Regions from separate parts of the Gadus morhua genome. Here region 2 is linked to region 1. The links are chromatin contacts, called in public Hi-C maps. All regions are on one chromosome and are shown on one strand. Each heading gives the region's core, a stretch centred on a gene start, on an enhancer-like site or on the middle of the called end of the contact. The rest is flanking DNA. Distances are from core to core; before and after follow the strand shown. Region 1 holds the start of LOC115532901 (muscleblind-like protein 2a). Region 2 holds the start of dnajc3a (DnaJ (Hsp40) homolog, subfamily C, member 3a).

Region 1 (2,551 bases), core at 38-2,537:
AGCAGTGGGTCTGGGTATAACAGGAAGCAAAGAACAATGTCATCAAAGAGCCCATCAGGCAACAGATGATCCGTTTATTGTAAAGAGTTTCGAAAGGGAAGTGGTTGCAGGATAAGCCCAATGGCCTTTACGCTACGAAAGGTGCATGGTTGAAATTACGAAATGACTCCGCTGTCCGTTCAAAAGCCAATCTAAATACGCCTGTAGTCGCATTCACTGCTTTTCGTCAAAGAAACACGGCCATCAGAGTCTCTTCATGGCTGTGAACTGGCCGCATCGGCCCCGCCGCCACCGTACAGGGTTGGATTGGGTAGTTGATTAGCCTACATTTCGCTCTGGAACATCTCTGATGGACTCAATTTAACTGGGTCACCTTTACTGTGCCATGGCAGAGGAATACACTCGTGACATGCCTCTCATTCAGATTGAATCTCAGCATGGCACGAAAACGGGAGAATACATTGTATAAACGCATTGTTTAAGAGTAAGAATGTATTAAATATTCAAACAGAACCACCATGTTGGTATTTAAACATGTCAGACAACACAAGAAGCCACCCTATACACACGTAGAGTAAAGGGCTCTAATGTGTGCTTTCTCACGTGAATAACGTATGCAATAGAAAGATCATGTCAATACCACATGTTGGTTCCACAAGCTCACCCCCTGCTTAATGGTTAAGCGACCAGTATCTACCGAGTCTATATAGCCCATGCCTACCAAACAAGGGAATCACTGCTAAGAGTATGGACTCGGGTGACCTGGGAACAGGACACACACACTTAGTATTGGAACACACAGGAAGTCGCAGCGCAAGCAGAAAGAAAAAAAAAGAGTGCACTTCTCCAAAATGAAAGCGCTCATACAAAAGGAGAACTCTTTAACTTAGGACCTTCAGCAACTCGAACCCTGCGTCCACTCCCCCCTCCACTTAACATACGTCCAGAGCCATAACCTCCTCTCAGCTTTTAAGGCATGGTATTTAAAAGCATTATAAAGCAAATTCCTTTGGGCACAAGTCAGGAAACGGAGCAAGGGAAACTACCCACTCAAATGCTGCACGTTCCTCTGGAATCTCAGCCAACGTGTTGTGGGTAGTTACCCAGTCCTTTCCCAGTACGCCGTTGATCCAAACAAGAGCATATTTACCTTATTCCCACTGCCCCCACAACGGCTTAGTTCCACGGACCGTAAAGGAAAAGTAGTGTCTGCTCAACTGTCTAGCAGAAACCATAGGCAGAAACATTTCCAGCCGACCCCTTCCTGCCTGTCTGCCCGCCTCCCTTAAGGCCCTCCCACGTCTGGAGCCGGCCAATAGGAATCAGAGGCAGACACTGCAAATCTGGGAGACCATTCCACACTGACAGTCTTTCAGCAGCCTGTCCTAACTGAACCTTAACATGTAAGGTCTTTTGAGTATAGGCTTAGTGGAACGTTATCATTACAATCATACTTAATGATTGCACCTCGGTTTGAACAAATGTGTTGGTTTGAGCAAATATATAATTAGCCTCTACACATTCCAACAAGAATCTGAAAGTAAGTAATATGATCTGTACCTACTTAGGGGGCATATCAGTTACCTTTCACTTTTTGGGTTCAACTGAATTCAATTTTCCATTAAGCTGTTAACCGAATTGACATCTGAATTCAACAGACTCCAGGTCTCCTTGTCTGACGGACAGTTTAGCTCAGTTTTCGTTATCCGTTGGAGATTGCATATTAAATCCAACATTCTGCTTGCTGGCCACTCTTTTAAAGAGATAAGGAATTATGTCAGGTGTAGTTGGGATTATCAGATGATCTAATAATGTTTAAGTGTGCATCCCTTAAGAGCAGAAATACATCAGTAACAGTGGAATATTCTAGACTCAGACCTTGAGAAAGAAGCAGATGGCATATGAATTACAATGATATGGTGAACATTAAAGCTGATGTTTCTTATTGGATCCGAGTCTATGTATTAGTACATATCAGAATGTAGTCCTTTTACAATTAGATACAACTATTGCACCACTTTCACAACCCAATCATGATCGCTCTCGCATGCCCTACATATGTTCCTGCACGGATGACACATCTGTGTAATTGATTTTTTTCTAGGTCAATTTTCTGTCAACATTTATTTATGTATTATAATCGCCGTACAGCAGTTTGGCTGCAGAATATGTGTTTACTTAGTTGAGCCGTGTCCCCATGTGGCCTGGCCTTTTTTAAAACAGATAACACATTATCAGACCACCAGTGTGCAGACCAAACCGAACTTGTGACCGCAGCAGAACCAGCCCATGCATCGTGTCTAACATCATGTCTAACATCGTGTCTAACATCAGGTCTAACTCCCTCCAGCCGAGGCCAGCGCTGCGTTTCCCAACAGCCATGACAACACAAAATCGGACCAGCAGGCCTTTTTTAAAAACCTCCAGAAACACGAAAGCTAGCTCTGCAAAGACCATGATCCAGCACAGTGACACCACATAGCATGTAGCCCCAGCGGCTCGTCCGGGGCTCGCCTCGGAACAGGTCCGCTTAGCAGTATTAGCTCCAGGG
Region 2 (2,551 bases), core at 21-2,520, 140 kb after region 1:
TTTACACCGCAACATGACATTGCAATGACCGTTTCCATTTTGGAAGCATAGGAGCATTGGGCAAATGTTAGAAGAGAAAGTCTTAATGTATTTAGTCATGGTTTTTCTGTCTTTCTTTATTTATCCGTGAAATAATCCGTTATTTAGGGGACTCTTGATGTTTAAACTACCCCAGCATTTCCAGTACAATCTTCATCTAAGACATGGCACAACCAAGCTTTCACTAGCCCATGTTACAGTTTATTCATCTTTACATAAGGATGTAACGGTAGGACAATTCTCTGGAGTCCTATCAATATGTATGAGTACCGCCCAGACATGCATTCTGCTGTACCAGCCCTATTAAAGTGTTCATAACAGGTGAGTGGTGGCATGTTGTCCCTTACCAACAGCAGCGTGGAAGTGTGAGAGAGCATCAGCCAGCTGTCCCGCCGCCAGGAGCTTCTTCCCCATCGCCAGGTGACTCTCCACACTCCCGTCCGTGTCACAGTTCACTCCTGGGGGACAAACAGCAGTGAGAAGCAGGACTTGAGTCAGATGCACAGGGAACCCTTGTGATCCACCCTTGGCTTCAAAGCTGAAAAGTAATACTCGACCGACCACTGAACAACAACACAACAGCAGGTGAAAGTGGAAGTACGCCTTGTGTTTAATGATCCACCCGGCTACCTCAGGACCTCAGGTCCTCTTCAGTAAGTCTGTATTCCGTATCTACCTAGAAATAAGCAGAACACATCGAGAATGTAGCCCTGGATAAGAGACTATGTTCTCCAAACCAAGAAGCAAAAGCATTTTTCCTGCTGGCAGAAACCCTGACAGCGAGCTAGCTGGAGTTAGCTGGAGTTAGCCTGAGTTAGCACGTCTCCTGCTGCTCCCCAAGTTCAGACAGGACGGTCTGAAACACAGGGACCACGATCCAAACCCAAATACACAAAGTGTAACTTCCCAAACGAGCCAAGGCAGAGAGGGTCAACAGAGAACCAAGCTTCACCTACCTTCATAGCGGAGGTCGATCAGCACCAGAGCGTAGGGGATGTAGGTCAGAATGTGCTGCATAGAGCTCATGGAGACCATGATTCAGAATCTCCTTCTTCTTCTTCCTCCTCCTGCTCTTTTTCGTCTTCTTTAATCACAGCTTTCACCTTGTTGAACTGGGGTTAGGAACGATCCTGACAGTGACATGGGGTGACAGCTACAGCGGTTTGAGGTAGCACCACTTCCCTATGCAAGACATCGAAGACCCAACACAATGCACACGGCCGGTCGTGGGGGGCGCCGATTGGCTGAGCGATCGGGAGGCCCCGCCCCCCAGGCGTGGATCAACGGAGAGGGGCCACGACAGCCCTGTCAGAACGGGGGCCACATCACTGGGTTGTTTCGATGCAAATTAACTTGAATAAACAAAGATAGTTTCCTCCACAGGGGATTCGAGAGAAATTTAATAAGAATCGCTACCGGAAAAGACAGCTGTAGTAAGTATGATGTAATATGTCATCATAGTGTATTCTACACATGGCATTATTTTATTGGTAGGATTGCAGGATCGAAGTAGGCTTTACACAATGGCTAATATACATAAGTACACACAACATCAATAATAATAGTAACATTCTTTATTATTTACTTGACTTTTATTCGCCGATATCTAAAAACAGAGCAGGATATATACAATAAATACACAGGCAACGGAATACAATCTAAAACAAACTTTAACATTGTGTTCATCTCCTGGTCACACATAGGCGTTGGAGGAGTACGTCTTGCTGCTCCTGGTAACAGAGGAGGCTTTGCTGGCCCTGCCTCCTTCACTGCTACCCTGGGAGGACTTCCCCCCCAGGTCCCCCGCTGAGCCTATAGACGAGATGTAGGTCCCCTTGCCCGAGATAGCTCTGTAGTCCACAGGGACGCTGTAGTCAGGGACACCTTTGGCCTTGGAGCTGTATGGGGGTGTAGTTGGTGTTAGACGTACCGTTCTGGGCTGAACGAAACCTTTATCTATCCAGGTTGAATACACTGAGATATGAGGGAAGGTACGATTGAGGCAAAGGTTTAGGTAATGCTTCAGTCCTCGTCAGTATAAGGGAAGGGGAGATAGAGCAGACACCTTTGCCGATATTGTATAACACTTTGGAAATAGGACCTGACCAGCGACTAAACAATAACAGGAGTGAGCTGTAGGGGCTGGTAACTATTCCTTAGGTGCTATAAAACAAAGAAAGATTGAAGAACAGTTTGAGTCTAAAGGACGTGTAGACACCAGAAGATATGTGCCCTTGTAATCTGAACTTTAGAAATACTTGAGCAACTGTGTACTCTTATAACCTACACTGCCAGCTCATAACGCTGATAACATGAACTAGTCTACGGGTTGAACGAGAGGAGCCATGTGTTCGACTGTGGGCCTTCACTGTACCTCGACTGGCATCCCTCCATCCCAGAGAAGATGCTGATCAGCAGACCTCCGACGACCAATAGGGTGGAGCCTGCCCAGCCGATGAACACGCCCACTCCGATCTCAAACCTGCAGGGGGGTTGTACCAGCGGGCCGAGG

Evidence for each region. Hi-C and Micro-C count contacts between places; a contact is called where the count stands out from the background.
Region 2: a contact with region 1 is called in a Hi-C map of blood, with 7 times the contacts expected there. The contact joins the promoter of dnajc3a here to the promoter of LOC115532901 in region 1. A contact is called at or near these places in 3 of 6 Hi-C or Micro-C datasets (blood, gill and heart).

What each region holds. Positions count from the first base shown.
Region 1 is chr20:1,865,951-1,868,501 of gadMor3.0, forward strand. LOC115532901 (muscleblind-like protein 2a) reads right to left here and starts at 1,288. Exons shown (of 12, transcript XM_030342929.1): 1 at 1,151-1,288.
Region 2 is chr20:2,006,006-2,008,556 of gadMor3.0, forward strand. It overlaps dnajc3a (DnaJ (Hsp40) homolog, subfamily C, member 3a), which reads right to left and starts at 1,271. Exons shown (of 12, transcript XM_030342656.1): 1 at 996-1,271; 2 at 387-497. The coding sequence starts at 1,074. It overlaps LOC115532776 (claudin-10), which reads right to left. Exons shown (of 5, transcript XM_030342657.1): 4 at 2,414-2,521; 5 at 1,599-1,937. The coding sequence ends at 1,733. LOC115532780 (a long non-coding RNA gene) reads left to right here and starts at 1,321. Exons shown (of 3, transcript XR_003974117.1): 1 at 1,321-1,472; 2 at 1,743-1,864.